2 separate regions of the Arachis hypogaea genome follow, and region 2 is linked to region 1. The links are chromatin contacts, called in public Hi-C maps. All regions are on one chromosome and are shown on one strand. Each heading gives the region's core, a stretch centred on a gene start, on an enhancer-like site or on the middle of the called end of the contact. The rest is flanking DNA. Distances are from core to core; before and after follow the strand shown.

Region 1 (5,305 bases), core at 2,026-4,525:
ACGATTCAAATCTCGTCCACTTGATTCGATTCAGAAGAATAATCCAAATCGCCCTCATTCAACTTATTTGAACTTGAATTATTCTTTGTTTTGAAACATGCAAAATCTAAATGATTTTAATTACACTATTCAATTTAAAAAAAATGCAAATCGAAAATTTAAAGAGAAAGAGAATAAAAAATTCAAGAGAACACAAGAAAATAAAAGAAGAAAACGAAAATTTAAAAAGAAAGAGATAATAATTAGACGAAAGCACAAAAAAAATTAATGAAGAAAAAAATTTACGTTAAAAGAGAAATGAACAATAAAAAATTTATGTTAAAATTTTGTTATAAATAATGCGTAACTCTAAATCACTTGATTAAAGTTGATTTTTTTAATGGAAATAATTTCACTATTTGATATATGATATGAAAATTTTTTTAAATATTTTTAAAATATCAGTATTTTAATATTTTTTATCATTAATCTTAATTATATATATATATATATATGATATATATTACTTAAAATTAAGGATTAAAATGATTGAAATACGTTCCAAGAACATTTAAAAAAGTTTCCTGTGGCATATCTCCAATTCTCCATTCATATTAGTCATTTTGGGCCTGAATCTTCATTCAATAAATATATTAATATACAGATGTAATTGATGAATGTATCCTTTTGCATACCCGTAGGCTTTTTAGCTCAAAGGATAAAGCTTAGTCAGATTCTGTTATTACTGATATTGGCAGTTATATTAGTTATTTTGGCTTGGCTATGCATAGCTACTTGAGCGTGTATGTGTTGTGTGTTACCTCAGATAGTGCATAGATAAGCACTGCTAACTCTCTCTTATGCACACAATAGCAATTTTATTCAGATCATATACTATATACATTTTCTCTGCTTTAGCTTTTATTTTTTGTTCTTCAAGCATTCACTTGGACAAATAAAATAAAAAAAGCTAGGCCCAACATACAAAGAAGTTGTTAAGAAGAATAAATGAATAATCATGTGGCTGAGCCATGTGTTCAAGTGGCCAAGCTATTTGCCTCAAAAGCAGCCTTATCAAATTCGATTTTTAGCAGTGGCTAGGTTGTGCGTGTAAGTAGATGACTAAGATGAGTGTATGAGTGGGTTTTTTTTTGTCATTAGTGTGTGAGTGTGTTTGTATGACAAAAAGAAAATAACATTAATAGGTGCACGCAAACTAAATTCTCCATCCACCCAATTTCTTTTGGGCTTTTGCCCCATTTATGTACCAAACAAGAGTGCACCCAAGCTATGTCCAACATACAACGGAGTTGTCAACAAGAATAATAGCTAACTAACTTTCGTCATCTTAAATACCGTGAGAAACCAAAAACAAGAATAATAGCTTCACCATCAAAAAAAAAAAAAAAAAATAGTAGCATGCAAGACCATAGTTCAAGTAGTGAGTGAGTGTGTGTGTTTGTATGACTAAAAAAAAATAATGAAATTCTTTATCTTTCAAAAGTACATTCGGATTGGAGACTTGGCTAAGGTCAAAAGTGGATAGATTGATTTTTTCCCGCCAAATTTCGGCTAAACATATTCTGCTCGCCATATTTGTCCAGGTTCTTGTAAATTACCAGCAAAAATGACTTCACATAGAAATTTGGTTCTACTACCGTCCTCAATTCGATTGTAAGCCCTCTTTAAATATTGAGGTCATACTCATCATGTCATCATCCCTTTTCAGACCCATTATATATCAACTCAAATACCACTATTCCTCGGACACTATATCATTGTTGAACATTGCTTTTTCTTAAATCATTCAATATATAGAACTTGGAGCATACAATTTTAAAATAGTAAAAATTCATATATAATTATTTTTATATAAAATTGATAATTGAGAATAATTAAATAATTTAATATATTTAATAATTTTTAATTATTATCTTTATATAAAAATAATTATATGTGAGTTAAAAAAAATGAATTAACACTTTATAGTTTATAATAACAAAATTAAATAATTTCGATGTAAAAAATATTAGCAAATAAATACACGCTCTTTTTTGGCGAAAAAAATAAATACACACTCTAATAAATTTTACTTTCATTTTAAGTTAGTAAACTATAAATACTCATTCATACAATGTCAGTCAAAAACAAAATTTTTTATTAAAATGATAGTTAGGTGCAAACTATTTACTTTACGATAAATAAAAAAAATGATTAATTGATTATATCTAAATTCTAAATAAAAAGATAATAAGATTTTTCTAAATAATAAAAAAGTACAAGACTTTTTATGTAATAAACTTATAAACTATGTTTAAATATGAGATTTTTTTTTAAAATTTTAGGTATTTAATGTATGATAATTAATTGAGTAATTACCCAAATTAATCTCTAAGAATTTTAAAAATGAATATTTTAGTTTTTTAAAAAAATTAATATACAGATTAATCTCTAAAATTTTATCCTGGTAGACAAATTAATTCCTAATTTATTTTTTGACAAAATAATTACCTAAATCAGTTCCTAAAAATTTTAAAAGTGGATATTTTCATCCACAAAACAATTAATATGTAGATCAATCCCCAACATTTTTCTCTGTCAGAAATAACAGTTCTCCGTTCATTTTACTTTTACTGTATGTCGACCTTTATTATTATTAACTTAGCTTTGTGTATGTGAACGATAACACTAGTATATTAATACACTATTTTCGTCAGAAATAAGTAAGGTGAATAATGATTCTTTGAAATCCAAATTAAAATATTTTTTTAATACAAACATATTTTTTAAAATAGAACATCTTTTGATCATATTAAATACAAAATATCAAAAATTTCAACCTTAAATTTTGTATACAATAATCTCTAATAATAATTTTATTATTATTATTATTATTATTATTATTATTATTATTATTATTATTATTATTATTATTATTATTATTGAGTGAATATATATATATATATTTTATATTATAAATATATACATAAGAATTTAATAAATAAATTTATTATTATTTTTATCTAAAAAGACATAAAAAATGATGGTATAGTGACTATTATTATTTTATTTTTTTAACATAAAAATGTTGAAAATTGATTTGTGTATTATTTTTTTAATTAAAATATTTATTTTAAAAATTTTTGAACACTAATTTAAATGATTAATCTACCAAAAAATAAACTAAAAACTGAATAAAATTTTAAAAATTAATCTATGTATTAATTTTTTTAAAAATTAAAATATCTATTTTTAAAATCGGAACTAATTTAAGTAATTATTCTAATTAATTTGTTAACAGCAAAAATTTAAACATCTTAATTAGTAAATTCTTAAGAAAACCCCGAAAATCTCCCGAACGGCGGCCCCTTCTTCTCCCACCAGAACGGCAGCAGGCTTCTTTGTCCAGCATCACTCTCATCTCTTCACTGCGGCTGCTGCTATGTCTTCTCTCTCCACCGTCGCTGTGGCTATGTAATGTCTCTCCAGCGACGATGCAACCTGTCACTTCGTCGCCGATCTGCTCTCATCTTTCCGCCACTTACCCCGTCTCGGTCGCTTCCTTTGTTCTCTCTCTCTCTCTCTCTCTCTCTCTCTCTCTCTCTCTCTATTCTAGTTTTGTGTGCCTCTTTCAATATCTTGATCTCTGATTAATTGATTATTGAATATTGATGACTTGATCTGTTAAGAATATGGATTAGTTCAATTTTAAAATTTCTATTTTATTAGAGTAATTCTGGTTTTGCCTCTTTTATGAGTGAAAATACTGTGTGCGATTAGCTTGTGAACATCGTCCACTTATAAAGTGTATTTATTTATTTATTTTAGAGTATATACCCAAATAAGTCCGGAAAAAAATTTGCATGGAACATTTTCGTTCCCAAAAAATTTTTATTACATTGAACTTTATAAAAGTAAGACATTGTCTTACCTTAGTTAGATATGTTGTTTTTATTTGGATAAACAAGTACTCAAAAGTGTGACCAATGATCTATATGTCTTGTTTTTGTAAAGTTCACTACCTCAATAAAATTTTTTTGGGGACAAAAATATTATATGCGAAATTTTTCAGGAACCTATTCGGGTACATATTCTTTATTTTAAGACTACAGCGCATAACTAACAACTAATAATCTGCATCACCGAACCGTTGTCTTGTCTTAATAACTTTGATCATCATGTAGAATATAGATTTCGAGTAGTGATAAGTAATCTTGGATTGGATTGCACTACAATGCTTTGCCTTATATCTGATAGGAACACTTACAATTACATTGTAGTTACCTATGGCTATGGCATTTTTCCGCATGGTTAATGTAAGGCATTAAAATTACTAAAACTTGGGGACTCAACCAAAACAACATCAAAGGAATTATAAAATGGTCTATCGAAAGTGAAGCTCAAAACAGTGCCACTTTTCCTATAGCTAATTGCATCACCATTTCCCTCTTATTCACATTTTGTCTATGGATCAGGTTTTTGGAGGCCACAGTTGAGGATTATTTGGCATCACGTTCTGTGTATGAGATTATAAGGTAGTTTATTTGCAACTTGCCAATTTACGTCAGAAGCTCCAATAATGGCTGGAATAGCTATACTTCTAGATTTGTGGAGGAAAAACCAAAACTTTGGCTCTGGTTTGCACTCTCCACAAGCCTTTCAGTCTTCTGCTTTTTTCTCTGCTTCTGCTGCTGTTGGTGCTGCAGCTTCTTTTACTGCTGGTACCACTGGCTTTGCCTCAAGGGCTTTGTTTGGGTATGCACTTTTGACTCCATTTGTCTATGCATTCATTCTTGTTATATGGATGGATGATGGATTTGCTTTGTTGTGGATAAGGCTATAAAACATGAGAAAATACATGATTGCTTTGTTTATTTGATTTGGTATTTGGATGTTGGAAAATTGATCTGTTTTTCATAATGGGAAGCTGATTTTAAGTTGTGGATTATTTATTTATTTATGTTTTAAAAATTTGGATAAGTTGCTAACATTTCAAGACTTAATTTTTATTTGAGGTAGTAGAAAATTCTTAGATATAAAGAATGTCATAGTAATGTCTTAAATGAGAGGCATTGTTGTATAGTTTTAACTAAAACTTAAAACTGTTTCCATGTTTTGACTCTTTAATCTGATTTATTAATGAAAATATATTTAGACATGTTGGATTTAAACTGTAGGCTTTTAAAGTTGTTTGGATGGAATTGCAGACAACCTAGACAGGGTAAAATGAATTTCCTCGACCTTCTATGGTCTTGTCTAATCTTCATTACAATAAATTTTTCTTTTTAAAAAATAAAAAATAAAAAATGTTGTTGTCTATTCTACT
Region 2 (5,684 bases), core at 668-3,167, 150 kb after region 1:
TTTAAATTCTAAAAGAATTCTTATTATTTGAATCAATATTTTTGGATAAATGATTTTACAATGGATTTATTTTTTTATTTAGAAAAAAATTGGTTGAACTAATTAATTTATATCAACTATATTTTCCAATTCTTACTAATTTTGTTCGGTGGTACTTATTATCCCCCGGAACATATACATTACATAATACAAACTCGATCATTGCTTTCACTTGACACACACTACATATGAGTAATATTAATCAGTAAATATTATTATTTTTTATTAATATTTAATCAATAATAATTTATATTTATAAAAATTTTATATATAAAAATTATAATTTATATTTATATTTATTAAAGTTTTATACACATAAATTAATATTATTTATACTTATATTTTTTTAAAATTTATATACATCAATTAATAAAATTTATTTATTAAAAATAATTTAATATTTATACTAATTAAATAATAACAAAAAAAATACTAAAAATGGTAGGTTCTTAAGAGTTTCTCCACTACATATACTTCCAATATTTGACTATATATTGGAGATTTGGAGTTGGAATGTCTTTTATATAGATACGTATACACCCAAAACTTAATTAATTTGTGTTGTTATACCTGGTGCTGTGATTCAATGCAGCCTTGAGAGGGAGAGAAGAGCTAGCATCTATTGTCACACCTACTCAAGTACTTTTTCTTTAATCATTTTGGTACGTTTAAATAAACTCTTGAATTTTGGTTACGAGCTTGGTTATTTTGTTTGATTTTAAGGTATTTTGGCATTTTATTATAAAAATGATGTAGCTTTTTAATTTCTTCCTCCAAAAGTAAAACATTATTATTTAATTTTCGAAAAAAGAGTTTCATATTCTTACACTAACTTACTTTATGAAGATATGATACATATTTCATAATAATAATGCTTCAGAAAATGATATTTCATATTTGTATATTTATTCATTATGGGCACTAATTAGTATTGTTATAATATTAATATCACGTCTAAAACAAATGAAATTTCTGATTGATGAAATGGCGAAGTGACATACTAATTGTAAGTGATAATGTTATCAAAGGACCACGGAAAATCACAAAATCTCCTATGTATCATAAATACCAACAATTAAATTAAATACTTAAAATAACAAGTTTCATCTAGTTCCACTCTTACATCTTTAAAAAGAAATGATACAACTAATATTTAAGTTGAAGTTAAGAAGGTATTGGGATATTCCTTTTGAGCTTATTCTGAGAGAAGCTAATGTCGTGACAGATCAGTTGACAAAGATAGGATCTGAAAATAACGGAGCTAATGAGGTTCACCTTTGACACCAGCCGCCAGAAGTAGTTTGTTCTCTTTTTCTTTTCTGTTCTTTTATTTTTTCTCTTGGTTGTTCACAAAAAAAATGAATGTTTTATTAATACAACTTTCTTTAACCAGTTAAACCTCAAATTTGTTTTTCCTAAATAATATAATGTTACTGTGATACCTTACATATCATTCAATAGATCATATTTCTATTGAGTAAAATCTTGAATCTCAAAATTAATATACTATAAATTATAAATAAATAGATGTAGTCACCAGACTGTGTATGTATTATCATCATTTTTTTTTCTGACTTTAAACAATTTGTAAGATGTTTCTATATATTGGCAATGATATAGAAGAGTAAGAATGGAATAAAGAAACTCGAAATGAACAAATCTCTTGTTTTTATCTATTATTTTCATCTACAAATATATATAGTTTAATTCACATGATCATCTTCAATATATAACTCTAGGTGACTGAGTACTATTAAAGAATGGAGATTAGCCGTTGACTTTCTTGGCGTGGGGTGCAAGAACTTGACCACATCATATGAGACTACTTAATTAACTAGCTATTGAATTACCGTTACTACCCTTCAGCTTTTGCATAATTATTGTATCCATAAAAGTAAGAACTATATGCCTCTCAATTAATTTTCCAATCATCTTAATTATTAGAGTGAGTATTTCCGATAAAATTGTTCTGCATATTGTCCTGTTTAAATTTTTCTTAGCATATACTATATAAGAATCAATTTTTAAGATTTTGGGGGCAAGGAATTGAAGCAAACCATGTCATCATCATCAAATCCATCATCAGAAGTTGCACAAGAGGATGATGAAGTCCCAAAACTAGTTCATCAGTTCTATTTTGTGAAGCTTTGGCCATCATCAGAGCCTGATTCAATATCTCAAATCAAGAAACAAGAGCTCACAGTGGAGAAAATGAACCGAGACATTCGTGAATTCACTGATAAAATCAAAGAGAAAATTGTAAGCATTGATTTCAGCCTTCAATTTTGATATAGAAGACAAAAAATAATATAATGATGTTATTCCGTTTTTGTTAACAGTCAGAAAAGGACTATGTTGCGTCTGGGATGAGAAGCTCATACTACTGGAAAATGGAATGGAGACGCCGCGTGGCGCGAAAAGGGAAGATACTAAGTAACTTGTATGTGGCTCTTGATGAATTGTGTTTCATGAACAATGCACCTAGGAGAAGATCTAAGAAGAAGAAATGCTTCAAGGAAGAAGAGCTTGATAACCATGTAAGAGCTTAGAACTTTAGTAGTGTATATATTGTGCTGTGATTAATCTCTATCTACATCTTACACTTGATAACAATGTATATTGTATAGAATCTGAATGCATTGATGCGACACGGAAGCATGAGTCTCGCAGAAGAAAAGCGAATTCTGAGGAACATGAACACTCATCAGAGAGATGCTGATAAATTCCAGTCACTAGAAGTGCTTAGAAATACTGTAATTTAAGGACTTATAAGTTATGATCTTTGATTTGATTAAAAATTTATACCAAGGTAAGCATTGAAGTTTGGAGTGTTGAAAATTTTAAACAGATCAAATGGGGTTACTATGAGAATCATTGCCATAAGCTACTGAGAGAAATTGAACAATTCCAAAACCAAAGGAAAAAAGCTGCTGCCAATGCTTCAGCAAAGGGGAAGATTCCGGGCTATGTATCGATGAAAAACGCCATAAAGAACCAAATCAAGGTGAGTTATGGCATTGACATCCAAGCAGCACATTCAATTATTCATGTCATAAGATGCTACTTGTAACAGATTTTTTTTTTCTTAACTTGTTATAGGTGTTCTGTGATGAATCTTCGGAGAACAGAAAACAAGAGATGGCAGAATGTACCAAAATTAGAAATGCAGAGAAAAAACAAGAGGTCATAAACCAAGAATTACATTCTTTGAAAACAAAGTTGGGAGAAAAGCAGAAGAAAAAGGGTGAAGCATATGAATCCATTACTAAAATGAAGCAGTTATATGATGAAGAGGTATGAATATGATTTGCTATCCTTTCTCGATTTCATTTGTAAGAATATGATTTACTATTAACTTGATGAATCAAAACCTTGCTTGCTTGAGTTCATAATATGGATAAACTTGTTTGCTGAAAATTTATTAAATTCACTTAATATGTTATCTCATAAAAATTTCAGGTTACCAACTATTACAAGTATTGTTCACTCATGAACAAAGTGCAACACCTGGCTGCAAAGAAAGATACAGCAGCGCTTGATAAATTGTCGCGTTACGAGGTTGGTAGTTTATAAAAAGAGTTTATTCTCATTGAAACAAGGTTCATTTTGACGATTAGAGTTTTTTTTTTTTTATTTACTTTGATGTGTTAGGTTGACAAATTTATGTTGGAATGGAATTCTAACAAAGCTTTCAGAGAAGCTTATGCGAAAAAGATTATGCAATCACAACAAACACAGAAAATAAACAGAGATTGGAGTTAGGGAACAACTGAATAGTCGATGCAGTTGTGTTGTTATGCATATAAGTGTGATTGTTGAAAAAAATAAAGCTACAAGAATATTGATAAAAAATAAATAAAAACAGGAAGCATAAGTTATATATGTAGAATTTGGAAACATAATAAGGTGATGGTTTCAGTGGCTAAGAGAAGGGGGGTTGAATCTTAGCCCCATTTTTCAATGCTAACACTTGCTGAACTTCAGAGAAGACTTTTCTGTTTTTGCTCGTCACTTGACACGAGCAACTTTGTTTTGTCTCGTCCCTTGCCACGAGACTTTTTGTTTTGTCTCGTCACTTGGCACGAGATAATTCTGGCTTTTGCTCCTGTGTGGTAGAAAACAGAAATGGAGTAGAAAGAGAAGAAGATTGCACCCAGATATATCCTGGTTCGGCTGCTAAGTGCAGTGCAGCCTACATCCAGTCTCCATCACAAACATGATGGAATTTCACTATAATCAATCAGATTACAACTTGTAAAGTGCTAACCCAACTTACAAGGGGATTCCCACAGAATCATGATACACAACATAGATGAACAAAGGAACTCTAAGACATCTATGGCTTTTTCTTTTAATTTTGCACTCTCTGCCTTTTTTCGCTCTATGGCTTTTTCATTACAAACCTCACTTGTTTGCCTTTTACCATGAGACTCAAGACATGACAAAATTAAACAGAAAAATACTAAACAGAATACATTGAAGGAGAAGAGAAATCTGTTAGCTCAGGTAGCTCTGAAAACTCTGTGCCTTGCACTCTCAAATTTTCTCCTTGCTTCAAACAGTGGTTGTTCCCCCCTTTTTAAAGAAGAGGAAAGCCTTCACACTTGAAGCCAAAACTGAACCAACTTCTTCCTTCTCCAACAAAAAACAGAACCGGTTCGGCCACTCAGAGAGAGAAGAGATAACCATGCATTAACCAACATGCAATTACCTCTAGTCCTTTCTTGATCATCAACCTTCATCAATCCGGGCTCTCCATCCTTGGCTTCTTCTCCAAGATGGATTTCTGGCCCTTGATGCCTCATGATGATAATGACTTCATCTGCTTCAATCTCTGCCTTCAACCATCACTTCGCCACTCTAGCTACTCCCTGTGGTGGTTGAGCAGAATCAAAGACAAGCCATGCTTCAAGAATCTCCTCTAGCTGGCCGAATCTTCTTCTTCCATTTTTGAGCTTGAAAGGCTCAAGATAGCCTCACCAAATCTAACCATATTTGGAGAGTATCTTAGCCACAGCTCACTTTTATTTTGGTGTGTTTTCTTGCCATCATAAGCTTGATGGTCTTGATGCATGCAACTCTTTCTTTTTCTTTGTTGAAGAGCACGGCGTCCATGGTTTACTGGACAAAGACCAAAGAGAGAAGAAGAAAGAGATGAGAGAGAATGAAAAGAATCTGAAGAAAGACTATGCAAAGAGGTTAAACAAATTAATTTGGCATAGCTTGCTTTTACTTCCCTAACATAGAGTGGCGTGTAAGTCATAATAACCATCAATCACTTCAGCTGAATTTTTCTCTCTCATGTTCCCCATGCATTAATTAACAATGTAATAGATTTTGAAATCCATCACATGGTTAATACTTGGTTCCGTTGGAAGCACTTGGCTTTCATTTCTCTTTGGTTTCGGACCAAGCTTAGAAACATTCATCACTTGTGAGACTTGGGCTTGTAGTGTTGAGATTAAAGCTAGCCCAATTGGTTAACATTTGCTTTCCTGATAATTTGTGTAGCGGATCAAGCATAGGAAGCAAACAAGAAAGCATTTGGTTGGGCTTGCATCATTAATATTTATTCTGGCCCATTAATATAAGATTTCAGCCTCATAGTATAAAGCATGCAACAAGGCTTATTATTGGGCTTAAGT

Evidence for each region. A called contact is a pair of places that touch in the nucleus more often than the background predicts.
Region 2: a Hi-C map of leaf shows a contact between it and region 1, with 1.7 times the contacts expected there. The contact joins the promoter of LOC140174841 here to the promoter of LOC112707129 in region 1. A contact is called at or near these places in 2 of 8 Hi-C or Micro-C datasets (both in leaf).

What each region holds. Positions count from the first base shown.
Region 1 is chr8:33,828,441-33,833,745 of arahy.Tifrunner.gnm2.J5K5, forward strand. It overlaps LOC112707129, which reads left to right and starts at 3,276. Exons shown (of 7, transcript XM_025758718.2): 1 at 3,276-3,533; 2 at 4,455-4,734. The coding sequence starts at 4,559.
Region 2 is chr8:33,982,218-33,987,901 of arahy.Tifrunner.gnm2.J5K5, forward strand. It overlaps LOC140174841 (proton pump-interactor BIP131-like), which reads left to right and starts at 1,918. Exons shown (of 7, transcript XM_072201159.1): 1 at 1,918-2,298; 2 at 2,379-2,576; 3 at 2,667-2,792; 4 at 2,888-3,043; 5 at 3,139-3,333; 6 at 3,499-3,597. The coding sequence starts at 2,098.